2 separate regions of the Mus musculus genome follow, and region 1 is linked to region 2. The links are chromatin contacts, called in public Hi-C maps. All regions are on one chromosome and are shown on one strand. The core of a region is the stretch at or near the end of the contact, and the rest is flanking DNA. Distances in the headings are between cores, read along the strand shown.

Region 1 (4,534 bases), core at 122-2,621, 74 kb after region 2:
TTCATTGTATCATGGAGGAACATTTTGCTGAGTTTCTAGTATTTGACTCTTAGTGGTATCAAATTCTCGTTGAGTGTACAATCAAGGACAGAGGGCATACTTGTGTTTTGCTTCAGTCCATAAGTTTCCTGTGACATATCATTTCAGTCTACTGCAGAGTGTGAGGGTTTCAGTCATGTCCTTACTGACACTTAGTTTCATTTTAGACCCGTTGGGTATGGAATGGAATAAGCCTAGTGTTAGTCTAGCATTTTTGTAAGTTGGTTAAGGATACTTGACTATTTTCTCATATCCTTATTGTTTATTTGGATGTCCTCTATTCCTTTGCCCCTGAGCGGAATGTCTGACACCTTTGTACTTTGGATGTGAGTTATGGAGACATAAGTTTTACGAGTATCTTCATACTCTTGAGTGGCTTTCCCCTTCAGTACTTGTTCTTTGTTTTCATGTCATCAAAAGCTGTTCATTTTAGGGATAATGAAATGGTCCAATGAGTAGAGGCTCTTGACACTAAGCTGAAAGATCTGGGTGGTAGGAGAAAACAGCCCTCTAAGTTGTCCTCTGACCTCTACACTTGACCTCCTTTCTACAACATAGAATCACACGCACACAATTAACTTTAATGCAGTTTATAAGTTCTTCTTACGGTGAGCACTTGTTTTGTGTTCATAATCTTTATCTGCTTTAAGGCTACCAGAGTGTTCTGTGTTGCTTTTAAAGGTTAGCCTGCCTGCCTGCCTGCCTGCCTGCCTGCCCCTCCCTCCCTCCCTCCCTCCCTCCCTAAGATTAGCTTTGCTGCTTAGATTTATAGGCTCCCGGGCTTGGCTTTGCTGGTGAGCCTGAGGCAGTGTCTGGCACTTGTGTGAGTGTGTAAGTGGATCAGCACCACTTATTTTATTCTGTTTGCCCCATGCACTAGGTTATCTCTCTTGTTATAGATTGGTTGGTGTAGACTCTCCTGCCTGTTCTTCCATCCTAATTGTCTTTAGGAGATTTTGTTATTTTGGTTTTTCTTCTCTAATAGTTTGGTATATACCTTTAGTAGGTGGTAATGTCTGATGGCATAAGTTACCTCATTTTCTTTAAAAAAATTTTTTTAAAGTACAAATACATTGATGTATGCAACTTTGAGATGATGGACCAGTAAGTTTACACAAGACATTTAAACTAGAAGAACAAAAAACAGACAAAGATCGTTGAGAAGATAAAATATTGAAGCCAGTGAGAGGGAGTGTGTGAGCTCACAGGAAAGAGTAGGATGTCTGAGCTAGAGCTTCAGGCATTTGAACATTTCTGGGTGGTGTTAGGTTTCTGTGTGCGTGTGGTGAGGACTTGTGAAACAGGTTGTTAGAGATGTTACTACAGATACATGCCAGGCCACAAACTGAGGTGTGGACCCTCTAGTGCCTGACAGTGTAACACTTTCTAGTGTAGTATGTACCTCCACTGAGCAGCTTGCTACAGATGAGAAAGTGGGCCCAGAGCCAGGGACATCCTTCAGGCACCAGGAGGAGCTGCAGTCTAGTTAGACTACTGGAGACTCATTCTGGAGCAGTGGTTCCCAATCCGTGGGTCGTGACCCCTTGGGGTGGTTGATTGGTGTTTTTACGGACTGTCAGAAAACATATATTTACATTACAATTCATAACAGTAAAATTACAGTGATGAAATGGCAGTGAAGATAAGATGGAAAATCTCTGTTCTGGAGTTTGTGCTCTGTTCAGTATAGCTGAACCAGTCTGTTGTGTGAAAGGCTGGAGAGTTACATTGTTGAGAATCAGTTTTGTTAAAAGACAAACATAGGGGCTGGTGAGATGGCTTAGCAGGTAAGAGCACCCGACTGCTCTTCCAAAGGTCCTGAGTTCAAATCCCAGCAACCACATGGTGGCTCACAACCATCCATAATGAGATCTGACGCCCTCATCTGGTACGTCTGAAGACAGCTACAGTGTACTTACATATAATAAATAAATAAATCTTTTTAAAAAAAAGACAAGCATAGTGTATAAAAGCATATGGATAATAAGTCGAATGTAGATACTGGAAAGCTATATAAAGAACTTTCTAAAATCACTAAATGTAATTCCTGAGTCGTTGTAATGGGGTTCGGGTAACTACTCCCCTTCGTTTTACTTCTCTGTATTTTCTAACTTTGCTATAGTGGACTTTTGCCATATGGCTTAATTTTTTTACTAGGCTATCTATATTCATGTAAAATTCACAGCATACGAGTAGATATATGATATATAGTACTTTTAAAGTAAAATCATGAAATTCTTAAATATTTTATTTCTTGCTTTTCTTTTTAGAAATGCACTTAGCGATGGAAAGAGGGCCATTGTTTTGAAGAACACCTGGCCAAAGGTAAGCTTCTTTTATTCTACAATGAGCAAGCCCTTGAACATTACTGTTGTGTGAGAATCAGTGTGTGGGATCATTTATTTGTATGTAAAAATGCTGGGTGACATTTCAGAGAACTCAAGGACAGGAAATGGGTTCAAGAGTTTATAGTCAGTTCCAAGACTTGCTGTGAGAGGTAAAGAGCATCAGAGCTAGTTAGACACCTCGGTTAATAGGCTAACCAGTAAGTGGCTGAGGAGGGGGTGGGGGAGGAAGAGAAGAAGACAAGAAAAATAGGAGAACACAGGAGAGCCTTACTCCCCTCACTGTTAGAAAGTATTCAAAGCTCTTCCCAAGTGATAATTGTACTTCAAGGCACAGCCATCATAGTATATAAGCATGACCTTTCACCCCCAGCCTCAAGGCTTTCTAAATAACACAGGGCACAAAATCAACAGCAGAGAAAGCTCACTTTGTCACAGCGCACTGGGTCAAGCTGAAAACTCGTGTATGTCAAGACATGAATTTACTCAGAGGCTAGGGTGAGATCATTTGTTATATAGATCTGATGCGATTTATATACTGAAAATGCAGAGTACCCTAAAAGTGAGTAAGAAACCCGATAAGAGAGTGGGCTAATAAAATGTAAGTTTTCACAAAAAACTAATCTTGAATGGCCAATAGAAATGAGAAAAAATAGAGGTGAGTTCTCTGTTCCTATGTCAGGTGACTCACAACTGCTTCTAACTCCAGCTCTAGAGGATCCAGTACTCTCTTCTGGCCTCCCAGCCACCCACACAAACAAATATGACCCCTCCTTAAACTCTCTCTCTCTCTCTCTCTCTCTCTCTCTCACACACATACATACATACATACATACATACATACATACATAAAAAAAATTTAAATGTAAACAAATCTTTTTGAAAATGAGGAACTCTCAATTCGTAGTAAAGTTTTAGGGGATAAAAACAGAAGGAAGAAAAAAAAAACACTGAATGGAACAGAGTGGAAGACAGCCCCAGCAGATAAGGGGAGGTGATCATGTTGAAGATTGAAGGGAGGTGTTGTTTAGGTTGGCAAAAATTGAAGAGACTGAGGGTCCTGAGTGCTGTGGTCTTTGGGTAGTAACAGGGATCTCTGGTGGGAGTGTGGGAAGATGTATGATGTACACACCCCATAGCACTGGATTCTGTATGCAGATGATTTAGAGGATCACTTAATCTTTCGTGTAGGTACCCTAACAGTTACTTGATTGTATATACACCCACCCTAGAAACCCTTCTGCACAGCTACACCTGGGGTAATGTACAAAGGCAGTCATTTTCTTTATTTTTCCTTTTGGTTTTTATATTGATTGGTAGATTGATTGATTGATTGAGGTAATGGGCATTGGATCTCGAAGCTCATGTGTTATCAAAGACCCCCACCACTGAGCTCTCCCCTCGTTCAACGCCTTCTCTTTCCTTTTTGAGACAGTAGTTTCACTAAGTTGCCCTGGATACCCTTGAACTCATTTTGTGGTCCAGGCAAGGCCTTGAACTTGTCCTCTTCTCACTTTCTCCTGAGTCTCTGAGATGATTGATCTCTGTCAACAGACTGTCTTTAGCATTCTTCTTGTCTAATAGTCTAGTGGTAAAGCAGTAGGTGGATGTGGTAATTTTACATGGTCAGAGTTATTTCTGTGTTTTTTTCCTCTGTGTTCCCGTCTTGAGCACATTCACTCTCCCACCACACTCTTAGCTGTTCTGTCTCTGGTTTACGCTGTTGTCCCTCAGCCTCCTCACTTTCCTCAAATGAGCAGGACCCAGTTCACTGTGTTGTTTTCCTTTCATCTGGAATGCTTTCCCTCAGCATTGGCTAGCTTTTCTATTACTGGTCATCTTCACTCTGTCTCCTAGTCTACTCTTCCTGTTTACATTAAAACACCAATCCTGACTTGTAGGTATCTCCTATTCTCTTTTCTTCTTCCTTTCTCCCCTTTTTACCATGTAGCATTTTAAAAAATACACCATGTGTCCAGTTAAGTAACATTCTAAGGCAAGGTGTCTGATTTACTCTAGAATCCAAACTGTCTTGATACTAGAACTAAAGCTATAGGGAGCAGTAGACAGATTAGAAATGAAACCCCCAGAATAGAGAACCTCAAGTACACAGACCCACATAGTCACAGCTGACTCTAGTAACAGAAGCA
Region 2 (4,906 bases), core at 1,770-4,269:
TGCTGGAGCTTTTTGCTTTTGCATTTATTTCTGGTGCTGTTATTTTTTTTTAATCTTTCGAAATTATTTAATTTTCTGGTTACTTAATCTTTCTGAATACCAGCTTCTTCTACTTTTAAAACTATGTTTGCCCGTGTGTCTAGAGAGCATGGGAGACCAAACCTACTCCATCTTGGAACCGGCCTCCATCTTAAAAGAAAGAGTCTGAAAATTTGTCCTACAGCTGAACGCAAGCCACTCCCAAGTACCAGGAAGGACCCCATGGCTTATCCTTGGCTCATACCCCAAGGGTTACTCCCGAGCTACTTCCTAGCAACAGTCAATCAAAGATTAGTCTGATTGTTTCAAATGTACTTTCAGCCCATTTGTGATTGTTCGTGGTTTTGCTTCAAAGCACCCACCTGTTGGCTTAACCCCCCTTGTTTGCTTGTCATTCCCTATAAAACCTTATCCTGGTGAGGGCTCGGGGCTGCTCTACCTTCCCGTCCTGCTGTCTCAGGGTTGACAGAGTGCCCAAGCTCAAGTTGTAATAAACAGACCCTAATGCAATTACATCAGAGTCAGCTCCTTGGTAGTCTTTTGGGGCTCACAAATGCTTCCTGGCACAACATGCAGGTATGTGCCCATGAATGCTGGTGCCCACATGAGAGAGCGTTAGATTCCCTTAAGTTACAGCTTGTCGAGAAACACCTAATATGAGTACTTGAACCCCAGTCCTCTGCAGGATCAGTTACAGGCTCTGAACCACTGAGCCATCTCTCCTACCCAGGAACAAGATATGGTTTCTTAATCTGCAGACTGAAGATAATGCCTAATTTGTAGGCTTGGAATGAGGATGATAACATTATATACTTCACAAAGGAACACAACAGTTACTTTTATAGATACAGAAATTAGAGTAGTGGTTACCCAGGGTGGGGGAGGGGAATCTAGGTCCAAAGCAGGGGCAGCTTCAGTGTGGGATCAAAACCTTCTGGGGAGCCAGGCGGTGGTGGTGCATGCCTTTAATCCCAGCACTCGGGAGGCAGAGGCAGGCAGATTTCTGAGTTCGAGGCCAGCCTGGTCTACAAAGTGAGTTCCAGGACAGCTGGGGCTACACAGAGAAACCCTGTCTCGAAAAACCAAAAAAATACAAACAAACAAACAAACAAAAAAGCATCTGGGATGAAGTGGGTATGGGAAGGGGATGTGAGTGCTTTATCTCACTCACTTAAGTGTAGATTTGAAAACGATTAAAATGGTAAGTTTGAATTCTATTTTGCAACAGTAAAAAAAGCAATACGTTCATTGTTGAAAATTTAGAAAACATTTTAAAAATCCTTAAAGCTGGGTCAGTAAGATAACTCATCAGATAAAGAAGCCAAGAAATGCTGAGCTTCATCCCAGAATCCACCTGGGAGACAGAAAGAGCAGCCCCCCACAAGATGTCTTCTGGCCCCCACATGTCTTGCCCATACACATAAGCAAACAAACAAACAAACAAATGTAAAAACAAAGTTACCCTAAGCAGCTCCTCTTTCTAAACCTTGTATCTAGGGGCTGGAGACACAGCTCAATGGTTAAGGGCACTTGTTGCTCTTGCAGAGGACTCAGATTTGGTTCTCAACGGCCATATGGTGGCTCACAACCGTCTGTAACTCCAGTTCCAGAGGATGGAAAGGTAACATGGTGGGCAGACCTGCATGCAGGTAAAACACACATAAGATAAAATGATCTAAAAATAACCTTTTATCTAATTTTCCATAGTGTTCAGGACTCCGTAGAGTTCCTGGATTTCAGACACAGGACTAGGAGAGAAAAGAGACCTGCACAAATTTATTTATTTATTTATTTAAGTTTCTGAGACAGGGTTTCTCTGTGCATCCTTAGACTGTCCTGGAACTCACTCTGTAGACCAGGCTGGCCTTGAACTCACAGAGATCCCCTTGCCTCTGCCTCCTGAGTGATGGCTCAACATGAGTGTGTTTTTATCAGCTATATAACATACCCCCATCCTTTACATACTATTGGGAACACTTGGCTGTCACTAGATACCTTTTCATTCTTTGGGCTCACAGATACACGTTATCAAAGTTCTTTAAAAGGCACCCACATCTAGGTGTTTTTTTATTAAAACAACAAGAAACCACTGACACCTTAACTGTGTTCGTGAGTTCACATTGTTTGCTCACTCCCAGCTTCCTGCTTTATATTCAGGGCTTTTAATACTGTAAATAAAATTTGTAAATACTCCCTCTTTCCTATTTGCCCTTAATTGGTGTTAAATATTCCCCAGATCTTAAATAAACCATTCGAAAACATTTTATTCCCCACCCCTCTCGGTTTTTAAAACCCGAGTCACTTAATTTAAATGACACAGACCAAGCTACAGTGTTCACATGCAGTCACCTGGCACTGGAGAACAGGTTATTGGGCAAAGGGGTACCCGGGGTCCTGACTGGTGACCCCTAACAGGAAGCACCCCTCCCCCATCTTAAGGCTTTCGTCGGTGCGGAGGTTGCGCCTAAACCCTCGCCTGGCTTCGTAAACCCAGCTGTCACCCACTCGTGGAGCTGTCCTGACCCTCGGTGTAGCGAGGACTCTGTGCCCCACACTCACCACCTCTCACAGTGCTGAAAGGGAAACTCTGGGAGAACTGGGGTGCGGGGTGGGGCTTCATGCTTTTAGGGATCAGAGCCCCGAGGGCAGCGGCCCCAGGAGTTGCTCAGCAGTGGGGAAAATTGTTCCCCGGGACGCGCAGCCGCCACCCGTCATCTCGGAGGCCCTGTAGGCCGTCTGTCCCGCCCTGCGCTTCCCGCTCCGCCAGTGACCCTCCTGGTTTTCTTTTGTCCTTTCTCCACTCTGGACACACACCCCTCCCCGCCGTCCCGACCCTGCTCTCTTCCTTGAGCCTTTCTGGTCTCCACCCTCTGCTTCCTCCGTCCCTTCCCGAGGTCCCTTGCCCTCCCCCTCCCCACGGGGCGCAGTTTCCCCGAGTCCCCTCCCCGCCCCGCCCCAGTTTTTAAACCTGGCGCCGAGTGAGCGGGTAGGTGAGCGCGTTCAGCCAGGGGGACCAGGCGCCGTCGGGCTGAGAGATTCGCGCGACACCCGCACCATGAGACCGGAGGCGGCCGGAGTCCGGGAGGCGCGGGGACGCCTCTGCCACTGTCCGGGGGATGATCCCGGGAGGCTACCGCTGCCACGCGGGCCCGAAAGGTGAGGGTGTCCTGTGGCCCCGGTGGAGGTGCACCCAGACACTGAGCTCCTTAACCTGAGATCGACTACTGCAAACTCCTGTCTGAAGTGCAGGGACCCCGCGGATATCTGGCAAGGAAATGGGCAACACTTGCGTGTATTGAGGATCTGAAATTGATCCAGCTGGAAAATACTGAAGGCTGGGGGCCCCATAAGAAATTTATAAAAGGATCCTGCGGTCTATCACAAAGTGACAGTCTCCTGCCCTACGCTGGGGATCGGTGTTTGCCCATCCAGGGACATCGCTATCTTTAAAGCTGTGAAGTTTAAGGAAATCAGATTAGCTGGGTAGGTAGGAAGCGGAGCAGTTTGGCGATGCAGAAACGCCTTTGGCATAGTAGTCTAAGGAGTCTCCAGCAGCAGAGGTGGTGTACTTGAAACCAACCATCTGTATTAGAAAAATTTGAGGTATCAATGAGAGATTTGCTAGGAGAAAAAATAATCTCCACTCACACGCGCCCTAATAATAGGTTAGATTTGGGGCTTCCCATCTCAGAGTGTACTAGGAAGCAGAGCCCGGAGAATTCTTCAGGAGGCAGGAACAGGTAAAGTACTGACTGGCCCATCGGCAGACAGACCTTAAGGGATCATGGTGTGTGCAGGGACTCTTTGTCAAACAGACACTATGGTATCAACCTCATAGTAACCTTTGGGGGGGCGGGGCGGCAGAAACGCCAGGAGTTCAGTCTCTCCTGGTGCTTGTTTCCAGTTCCATTCCAGCCCCGTGGAGACCGTGGATGTCGCCTCCCCCCGGAGATGCTGAACTGACCAGAACTGAACGTCCGGTAAGCTAAATGTGACTGTTGTAGGCAATAGTCAATCCAGAAAGCGGCACCACGTCTATAATAACTTTGAAAACAAAACCAAAACCCGGGGGAAGGACTCCTCTCTCGTGCTTAGCTTGGCCTAACCCACAAGTAAGTTCCTGAAGGTCTGGTGGGTAGAGCCCAGAGTGAACGGAGGTGCTAATGGGCCCACTGGGCTCGCGATTGCTCCTCCGTCCTTGAAAAGCAAACAGCTGAGGACATGGGCTTTGCATGGTAATTACATGCAGCGGTGGGAGAGGAGGGTTCTTCTATAAACCAGAGCATGGGGGAGGGAGGGGCAAAGCCCAGCCCCCTTAGAGAAAAGCTGATTATGTACCACACTGCAAAGCAGGCAGACCTCCATCCACCTCAGGTGCCCAGACAGTGCAGTTAAAAGCTCCCACCCTTGTCTGGCCCTGTCTGCAAGAACTCTTGCAGGATCTTCTGTTCTCTGTGCAAATACACTCAAGCACCGGGCTTTGTCAGCAAAGATTAATTGCCACAGCTATCCCTTTATCTTTGCCTTGCCGGTTAATTGCTTTTGACTTATTAAGCGAATGTTTTGCTTACATTTGCTATATTCTCAAATATAAATGGACCTTTAAAACAGTGGAGGTAGCTTAGGAAGGGCCATGCATCTCACTTACACAACACCTGTGGGATACAGCTTAATGTACAGATAGATGTGATATGAAAAGTTAACTGTGGGAAATTACTCCTCTATTATTCTTTTACATTTAAGTTATTTTCTTTGAATACTGAGTGCTTTAATTCAGTTAGCATTTATAGAAGCTTAAAGAACGGAGCAAACAGGAGGGCAGCTAGAGTCTGCTACATGGTTTTGTTTCAGTCCTGATAATCCCTGC

Evidence for each region. Hi-C and Micro-C count contacts between places; a contact is called where the count stands out from the background.
Region 1: a Hi-C map of regulatory T cells shows a contact between it and region 2, with 3 times the contacts expected there. The contact joins the enhancer-like site here to the promoter of Ripply3 in region 2. A contact is called at or near these places in 6 of 39 promoter capture datasets (the 3T3-L1 cell line, 3T3-L1-derived adipocytes, the C10 cell line and 3 more), 1 of 15 datasets of contacts at CTCF or cohesin (CD8 T cells), 6 of 484 Hi-C or Micro-C datasets (the N1E-115 cell line, cerebral cortex, epidermal suprabasal cells and 3 more), 6 of 115 datasets of contacts at active chromatin or transcription factors (CD8 T cells, the HPC-7 cell line, the SCID.adh cell line and 3 more) and 3 of 9 other capture datasets (adipose tissue, embryonic stem cells and pancreatic islet).

What each region holds. Positions count from the first base shown.
Region 1 is chr16:94,401,005-94,405,538 of GRCm38.p6, forward strand. Ttc3 (tetratricopeptide repeat domain 3) reads left to right here. Exons shown (of 46, transcript NM_009441.2): 11 at 2,310-2,364. Among named protein-coding and RNA genes, the nearest start is that of Gm23692, 26 kb to the right of the region's middle. Within about 2 kb of position 1,372, at least 34 of the 459 cell types and tissues checked have an H3K27ac peak or open chromatin away from gene starts, as enhancers often do. A contact at or near this core is called in CD8 T cells, the SCID.adh cell line and regulatory T cells, where this site is marked.
Region 2 is chr16:94,325,403-94,330,308 of GRCm38.p6, forward strand. Ripply3 (ripply transcriptional repressor 3) reads left to right here and starts at 3,020. Exons shown (of 4, transcript NM_133229.2): 1 at 3,020-3,195; 2 at 3,944-4,019. The coding sequence starts at 3,095.